Linked DNA regions of Ovis aries: region 2 is linked to region 1. A link is a contact called in public Hi-C data. All regions are on one chromosome and are shown on one strand. The core of a region is the stretch at or near the end of the contact, and the rest is flanking DNA. Distances in the headings are between cores, read along the strand shown.

The links. Hi-C and Micro-C count contacts between places; a contact is called where the count stands out from the background.
Region 2: a contact with region 1 is called in a Hi-C map of mixed tissues, with 3 times the contacts expected there. The contact joins the promoter of VEZT here to the enhancer-like site in region 1. A contact is called at or near these places in 11 of 16 Hi-C or Micro-C datasets (blood, hypothalamus, liver and 5 more).

What each region holds. Positions count from the first base shown.
Region 1 is chr3:131,298,902-131,303,518 of ARS-UI_Ramb_v3.0, reverse strand. The region is part of intron 8 of FGD6 (FYVE, RhoGEF and PH domain containing 6); the gene reads left to right. Among named protein-coding and RNA genes, the nearest start is that of NR2C1, 31 kb to the right of the region's middle. Within about 2 kb of position 2,063, at least 7 of the 54 cell types and tissues checked have an H3K27ac peak or open chromatin away from gene starts, as enhancers often do.
Region 2 is chr3:131,380,483-131,385,099 of ARS-UI_Ramb_v3.0, reverse strand. VEZT (vezatin, adherens junctions transmembrane protein) reads right to left here and starts at 2,118. Exons shown (of 12, transcript XM_042246622.1): 1 at 1,959-2,118. The coding sequence starts at 2,111. It overlaps FGD6 (FYVE, RhoGEF and PH domain containing 6), which reads left to right and starts at 2,443. Exons shown (of 20, transcript XM_042246620.2): 1 at 2,443-2,628. The coding sequence starts at 2,613.

The DNA.
Region 1 (4,617 bases), core at 814-3,313:
CGAAGAAAAGCAATCTCAGTGAAGTAAAAATAATGGATGTTTACATTTGTTGGGAGACTTCCTTCTGGGGTTGACTCCTCTAAGGGCATTCTGGATATGCCAAGCCAACCTGTCCTGCTAAACAGGAACTGAAGGGAGAGTCTGTCCATTATAAGACCTGCTCTAAAATTTTGCCCTGCGATGAGCCTGGCATCAGGTTTGGTTTGTGAGTTCTTTGGGCATGCCCCTCTGGACCAGACTGATCAAAGTCTTAAGATAGGCCAGTGTTGCCTCAAGTGGTTATGTCCTGATGGACTCCCTGCCAAGTTCCAAGTCCAGCTTTCACTCTGCTCACCTTATTGGGTGCCCTGGTGAAAGGACTGCATCAGCCCAGGAGAATTGGACTTTATAATGTTTTTTGACACTTTCTGGCTGTGCCATGAGGCATGTGGGATCTTAGAGGCATATGGGATCTTAGTTCCTGAGCAGGGAGCAAACCCACAGCTCCTGCATTAGGAAGCACTGGACCATGGAGGAAGTCCTGAGAAATAAATGGTCTTTTTAATTCACAGAAAGGCATTGTCAGCTTTCCAAGAACATGAATTGGTAAGCATGAGAGCCTGGAAAGGTCACTTTACTAACTTAGGCAGCTCTGGACCACATACTGAACTGAGAAGGGTTCCCAACTGAGTTCTCCATATTTGAAAAGCGGGAGAATCAGAGCAAAGACTGGATCACTTTTTAATTAATCAGACCCTCCGAGCATCATCTCAGCTGCTTAATAAAATATGGAGGAAAAGGTGGTAACCCCTAGGTGAATGTCATTTAGTCCATCATAAATGCAGGAAACATCTGCTGAACATGCAATTTTATTGCATATTGTTTTAGATGCTGGTAATAGAAGAGTAATTAATCAGGCTCCGATCCTCCTGCAATCCACAGTTTAGCATTTGTGTTTAAAGGGATACCTGACACCGCAGAACCATGTCCTCAGATTCGCAACACTCAGCTTTGGAACGCTACCCTTTGTGTATGCTCATTTCCTCTGTTCTTTGCCATCAACCCTTTCTGAGCAAACAGTCCAGGAATCTGACTGGGTGCTGTTGAATTAAAAAAGTCCCTGATTCTCACAGATGACTCTTCTTTAGGAAATTGTTACTATACCTCTGAATAGTTTTCTGCCTTGAGTTGCTTATTCATTGATTAGGCAATCAAGGAATGGTAAGGCTTACTAGGAGTCCATATATTGAAAACTTAGAGCTCTAACAAGATATGGTGTTTTTTAGGTTCTCATTCTTTTATGAGAACGTGGAAGAATATGTCCTTATGTATGAGGACAAAATTAACTTGCTTAATCCTTGAGGCTGCACATGCTAAATTAGTTAGTTTTGTGCCGCTACTGTTGGATGATGGTAATTATGGGGATTAATTAACCTTTATTAATCAATGGTGCCACCTGGTGGCCGGAAAGTACATTTTGTGGTGCCCATGCAGACCTCACCAGCCTGTTTTTCTTTGACATAAATAACTTCAGTAGTATTTGAGGCATTTTTAGTACTGAAGTTTTGAAAAATGCTTTGCTTGGTTTGTTGAAAACAAGAAAGTCATGGAATACTATAAATCCAACATGGTAAATCGAAATGACGCCTGTGTTCTCATTTTTTAAAATGATCTCCGTCAGGATCAGTTCAGTTCAGTTGCTCAGTCATGTCCAACTCTTTGCGACTCCATGGACTGCAACACACCAGGCTTCCCTGTCCATCACCAACTCCTGGAGCTTACTCAAATTCATGTCCATTGAGTCGATGATGCCATCCATCCATCTCATCCTCTGTCGTCCCCTTCTCCTCCCGTCTTCAATCTTTCCCAGCATCAGGGCCTTTTCCAATGAGTCAGTTATTCGCATTAGGTGGCAGCAGGATAGTAGGACCTAAATGATACGTAGTGAACAATTCCATATGACCAGTGCAGGCGTGTCTGTCTCGTCTCCCTTCCTGGGTTTCACCTGGGTTATGACACTCACTGGGACAGCTGGTGATTTCATTGCTCCTTCCGTCTGACTCAGAGGGTGATCAGTCTCCTGCTCATTCTGTAGTTAGGGCATGGAGTGATTCTTAACTGAGGGGCTCATGGTTGGGTCTTCCTAGAAAAGGTAAAAGTTCTCAAAAGGAAGATGTACTGCAATGAGATAACCTGAAAATACGGATGAATACATTAGAAAGTTGAAATTCTAAAATTCACTTTTGGAAAGCTGAATTTTGAAAGTTGAATTTTAAGTTGTTGTTTTTTTTTAATTGGCAAGGAAAGTAAACCTAACCCCATTATCTCCTTGATTAATAGCATGATTTTGCAACAGCTTTGTGGTGGGGTTTTTGCTCAGCCAATCTGTGTCTTTCCACTTTGTTCCTAAAAGTTTAGGTTGGCGAGCAGTAGCTGAGCTTGAGTACAAGGGAAGAAAATGCAACTCAGAAACTTATCAGGCTTAGCATAGTGATTCTGAGGTCAGGATTTCCTAATATGGACAACCTCCAGTGACCTCTTTTGGTTTAGAGAAATGTCTCAGTTTGCATGGATATGTTTCTGTATTAAAGAACAAGAATCAAAGACAAAATAGGAACTTGCTGTGAATCTGATGCTTAGGTAAATCTGCTTTCATTTCTGCACTCTTCTGCTCCCCAGGCTTAAAGGAACATCCCTTTTGATTAATGAGGTAGCCTAAAAAGAGTATGGTTTTCTTCCTAACCCTGTCACTCTCATGGAAAAGTTAAATATTTGGATTCACAAAAAAAGACTTATACAGGGAATGCATTCTGAGTGGGGTCAGAGTGAGATTAAATTCTTTTTTCATCCCTGGATGAGGCTAAGTATAGTGTACGGTCAATATATTTTGTTAGTTTTGGAGATTTTCTTATTTGATTGGAAGAATGCTCTCCAGTGTGTGTTCGGATTAGTTTTGGGTCTAGGTTGCTTGTGATGGCCTCTGGCGAGATAGAACCTCTGCTGTGGCTCACAGAAGCTTAATGCCGTCTCCCACAGTATCTCGCCATGACTTCCTGCCAGGGCTGCGTAGTTACAGTGTGCATGTCTAGACTCACACAGGTCCTTAGATCAGTGTCTCAAAGAAGTATAGTTTCAACAGTTGGGTGTGTATGTTTATGTCATCTATTAAGTTTGAAAAGCTGGCACCAATGTCCAAGTTTCTCTTTGTGCCTTTTTGAGCATGACTTCATAAATCCATGGGATGAAATTATTTTTGTTCCATAATATTGCTAAATGGAGATTGCATGGTAGTAACTCACTTCAGTCGTGTCTGACTCTTTGCAACCCCATGGACTGTAGCCTGCCAGGCTCCTCTGTTCATGGGACTCTCCAAGCCAGAATATTGGAGTGGGTTACCATACCCTCCTCCAGGAGATCTTCCTGACTCAGGGGTCAAAACTGCATCTCTTATGTCTCCTGCGTTGGCAGGCGTGTTCATTACCACTAGCGCCCACCTGGGGGGTGCAAGTGGTGTGATGGTCTCTGGCAAGATAGAACCTGTGTTGTGGCTCACAGAGGCTTAATGTCATCTACAGTATCTCGTAGTGGAGACTGGATCTGATAAAATGCATTCAGTCTTTTAATATGCCTTTCCTCTTTCCATTTCCCAGCTCCCACAGGAATTAGGATTGATTTTAGCTTTTATTGCCTTTTACCCACTAAGACAAAATCCTATATGAAAAAAATCATTTTTAAAAAATTCATTAAGTATTTCTTGTCCCTTGTATGCCAAGTCTCTGGCGAAGTGGTATGAGAGATAGAAAGATGATATCAGATGTGGGCAGGCCCTGCCCACAAGGAGCCTTGAATCTAATGAAAAACAAAATGATAGAAGGCATACAGTGCGTAACTGCTGTGTTATGTATTATTCAAAGGGAAAGAATAGTTCTTTCTAATGGAAAGTTTGGTAGGGGAGGAGGAATTTGAGATGAGCCTTGATGAATTATGAGTAGAATTTTTATATGCAGACAGAGAAAGGATTCAGAAGAATAGCGCATTAAAGACAAAAGGTACAGAGCCAGGGAACACACAGGAAGTGTTTAAGAAATTGTGCAGAATCAAACTTTAATAAGAACAAAGGGCTGGTGTAAGGCAGTAGCAAGAAAGAAAATCGGAACAGTCAGCAGGGACCACGTAGTGGGGTCTTGAAATTATAGGAAATGGGATTTGTTTTAATTTGATAGTTAAGTCGTCTAGCATTTCTCAACTGGAAGTGTCACTTTGAAATCCAGCAATATTCCTTGATGTTAAAGACAAATTAAATATAACCTATTGCCTTAATTTATTTTGTGTTGCAAGAGCTGCCGTGTACCATGTTGCTCATTTACAGACCATCTTCATCTGGACCAGGGTTTCTTCACTGCAGCCCTGTTGACAGTGTCCTAAAGTTGACATTAGGACAATCCTGTGCATTTGGAAGATGTGAAGGCGGCATCTCTGGCCTCTGACCCCTCAATGCCAGCGGTGTCCCCTTTCACCCAGTTGTGATAATCAGAAATATCTTCAGTCATTTTCAAATGTTTTGGGAGGGGGGTGGGGGGCAAAGTTGCCCCCGTTTGAGAACCATTGGTCTAGACACACGTATTGCATTTTGTGGTA
Region 2 (4,617 bases), core at 869-3,368, 82 kb before region 1:
GTAAATTCAAAAAATGTAAATTGGAACAGCAGAATGCTCTATTCCCTATCAAATTAGCAAAGACTAAAAGAAATTAATAAGGTTGCTAGTATTATTTTCTAGATTTGGTGAAAATAATACTCTTATTCTTAACGGAAACTTGAAATAGTATAACCTTTCCGCGTAAAAGTCTTGAAAAATGTTTGTATCTTTTGACCCACTAGTTTCCTTTCTAGAAATTATTCTAAGGAAAAATCAGAGATGCAATTAAAAATGGACTTATGCCAGTGTTGATTATAATGGCAACTATCCAAGGATGGGAAAATGATTTTGATACATATACATATTGGATATTATGTTGTTTTCAAAGAGTAATGATAAGAAAACACTCAGTGAAAAATACATATACAATTCTATGTGGTATACTTTTTTGTGTTAAAAAAAATCAAACATACATTTGCATAGCAAAAGTTGGCAAGAATACACACTGTAATTTAATAGTGGCCATCTGTGGGTGAAAGGATAACGAGTGATTTTAATTTTGTGGCTTGTTTTCTACAAAGAAATGCTGTAGAAATGAGCATGGATTATTATTATATTCAGATATCTAACCACATAACAGGGTAAAAAAAAAAAAAAATCCACCCAGTCCCTTTTCTCTAGCAATCTAAGTAACATAGATTTTTGTCTCTCATGTCCCACATGCAATCTTGTAACTTGTTTCCTCAATTTTACCTTAGCAGTATCTGTCCAAGCCATTATTCAGTTCAGTCTTCTCTCATATCTGAAACTTAGGCACTTGTATTCCCTACTGACCTCCTCAAATCAAGACACTTCCTTTTGGTAAAAGAGCCTATCTTTCACTGCTTCTCCATTCTAGCCCTATCAGACCGCTTCACATAGTGAGTTCACACTCAAGTCCTAGAAATATCTGCACCAGGTACCGTCACACCTCCCAAGCTTGGCATACTTTGTTCTCGTTCTTCAGAATGCATTTTCTCCCTTCCATCTCTCTAAATAGACTCACAGTTCAAGACCCACCTCCAATATCCATTTACTGGGTGTAGCGTCTCCGAGAACAGACGGCAGTTTCCAAACCAATCCTCCAATGACAGTTTGCATATATTTCAACATATACCATTCTGCACTATTTATTGTCTAGCTCTCTTTTAAAGAATGAGCTGTTTCTTTTCTTAAATTTCTTAAAATCAAGTTGGATGAATGGACTTTGGTAAAGCATTCATACACATGCCTCATACAGAGGTGTGTGTTTGCGCCTGTGCCTGATAGATAAATGGCAACAGAAACACTAGAATTTTTTTTTTCATTCAAGATGGCAGAGAACGTCTTAAAATAGTCCCCACACAAAAGCACTCTCACCAAAGCCTCGAAACAGAAGAAATAGCTACACCTAGAGCAACAAGCAAAGGACAAAAGAATCAGATGCTGAGACGCCCCGGCCCTAATCACCCACAGGAGGTCCCACACACAGATCTTAAACCACGTTAGAAAACTAGCACCGGCTGCCTCCATTCGAAGAGCCACGCCGCGACAGTGAACGGTGACCTCGGGCACTTCTTGACACTGACCCCAAAAAAGGACGAAAAAGGGGGAGGCTAAGTCGTACGGGTGAGTCTCCAAAATCCACGACTGCGCCCCGCCCCAACCAGGAGCAGTTACCCCACCCCCACACCCCGCCAAGGCGTCTCCATCACCCGGGAAGGAACACGCAGGGCTCGCGTCCACCGGCCAGGCTGGGAATTCTGGGAGGGCCCGAGGCAGAGACTGGGCGAGGCAAGGGCGCCTCGGGCTACACCTGTCAGGCAGCGGCCAGCACTAGGCCCGGAAATCGACGAGATTCGGTGACCAAGAACGGCAGGAGCGTCACCCGCTCCCTCGCTCCCTCGATCGGCCTCTCGCCTTCTCCCTCGTCCTTCTCAAACAAAGGCAACTCACACGCACCGCCATTTTTCCCTTACCTCAAAAACCACCTCTTCGTCAAAATCCGGTGTCATCCTTCTCCGCCATGCCACCCGCCTCAGCACGATGGGAAATGAAGGCGGGAGAACAGGCTGCACCCAGGCGTCTGCCCCTGCCAGTCCTTGTGTGCAGAAAACTACAATTCCCATCATGCCTTGTAACTCACGCCCCCTTTTCAAGCCCGCTCATTGGAGCTGAGCTTGAGCATGTGGGCGGGAGGGGCGGGAACGGGATGAAACTTGGGCCCTCTGATTGGAGGAGGCTGGGGCTTTTGTCCGCCTTTTACGGCCGCAACTAGCAGGGGGCGCCTGGAGCTCTGATTTTTTTTTTTTTTTTGGAGCTAGAGAAGTCCGCGCACTGGCAAAGCGGCGTTGAGCACTGCTCGTGCGCGCGCGTGGACGTCCGCCCGGAGCTCCGCTGCTCGGTGCTCGTGCCCGCCTGCCCGTCGCCGGCGCTCGCGCCGGGGAGCGCCGCCGGGTCCTCAGAGCCGGCAGCTTCCTTTGTGCGGCGCTCACGTTGCGCCGCGGTCCCTCAGGACGGAATGTGGGCTCTGCGAGGATTTTTCTCTTCTGCCCAAATTCTTGAAACAATGGACTGTAAGGGGCGCGGGGATTAAGGGGGGCGAGCTGGGAAGCGAGCTTTACTGGGGAATCATGACTTCTGCTGCCGGTAAGTGACGGCGCTCAAGCTGCCGCTGGAAAGTTTGTAGCGAGCGCTGCAGGTTTGGGGCTCGGAGCTGCTTTCTCCCCCGGGATAGCTTAGTAGTGTTCCCTGTGCCTTTCTCCGGGACTGCAGCAAGTGCGGAGCAGACGGTGTTTGCTGCCGGATTTTCTCGTCCCTTCGTGCCTGGAGGGGCTCTTTGGAAATCATGTGTCTCTTGGGACCTCCCTTTAAAGGAAGACCTTGTTGGGGTCTCTTAGCTCCAGGAGAAACGGGAAATGTAAAGAGGGCATTTATTTATTCTTTTCTAAAATTTGAGCGACTTTGCCTTTGCGTATGAAAATAGTTTAGATTCCCATGTTAAGAAATCAGTTATTCTAGGAAAGGGCAGCGTTCCTGGAGTGTTGAACTTAGCCACTAGGCTGTGTGGCTTTAACCTCAGTGAGGACTGGAAACCCTGACCCTTAGTAAAGAGATGTAGACTTTGTTACTCCTGGGTTCCCCCCTGTTAGCTGAGAATCAGAGGAGTAGAACTGCCGATGCCAAGGTTTTTGTTCATCTTCACCCGGTTTTGGAGCTCTGTCTACCTGGTTAGTGAACACAAAGGCTTATTTTCTGTCTACCTCCCTTGGTCCTTTCCCTTCATCCATATGGCAAAGCCTGTTGTATTACCTTTGTGTGCACTCTGAAGAATTTTATGGACAACGTTCAGAAGGAACAGTTCCTATTTTCCGAAATAATTACTAAAGTAATATTATATTCCCTTATAAGAACATAGGTTAACTTTTAAGTTAGAATTTTTTTAATTTTTAATTTTTTAAAAATGACAATTTCGCCCACATTGAAAGAAATACACCTTCATTATACATTTAATAGTAAAATAGCGTAAGACTCCAAAGTTACTTCTAGAATCAGCAGTTAAGTATCAGATTAAGTTTTCTTAGCTTTTCTTGGCATTTGTTTTAAATTCCTGTAACTTGAAACTGTCAAACAGCACCCTAAATGTTCTGATTTGTGTTCTTTCTGAATACTAGATATGTTAGAGGTTGTACTGCTAGGTGTAATCTGATTACAAATTAAGGAGCTGAGAAGTTAGCCAATAGGAGTAGGAAAGCAAGGAGTGCAGTATTCCTGTAGTACTATCTCTGAAGATGTTGTGGATCTTCCCTTTAGATGTTATATGTGTGTGTAGAGGATGTCATCATATAGTGAGAATTATGTTATTTATTAACTCTTCTTTCCTTACCAAAGGAAGGCTTTCTACTTACTTGAGGTGAAGTATTTTCATCCTAAATTTCTGTGCCTCAGTGTAATGAACAAGACAAATTTTAAATTTAAAATTACTGGAGATTTTAAAATCCTTCCAGCCTGTTTTAACTCTTCCTTCTTTTACCAAACGCATTTAAAATTCGTACCTTGGATGTGTCAACTTTCAGTTCCAATCCCAACAGTTTATAAATGAACAGATACAGAAGCATTTAATTGACATTTAAATATGTAAACCTGATCTAGGTCTCAGTTTGGAATTGTATTATTTCATTTGAATGACCCTCAAATATTGCAGGCTGTTTTTATATTTATCAACTTTACAATTCAATCCACAGACATTTTTGTGGTGTTAAAAAGAGGGACACTTCCTGTGTTTAGCTGAGTTAGTTGGTTTTTAGCATAGCTGGCTGAGAAGCATTAACTACTTTTTTGCTTGCCCATCTGTTAAGATTTATTATAATTTTTTCACATGTCTAAATGGAGAATATAGAAAAGAACTGGGGTTTTATTTCCATCTTCTAACAAAATTATGTGTTCATCATTCTTACAAGCTGTTTATGATGCTCTTTGGAACAAAATTTAAATTCATTAAAACTTTAGGAACATTATTTGCAGCTGGGGGAGATGTTTGTTTACACTGAACCTAATCTGTGGCATTGTTTGGGCTGGTTGGCTTAATTTAAGGACATAAGAAAAATATAGAATATCTAAATTATATGTATTCTAAAG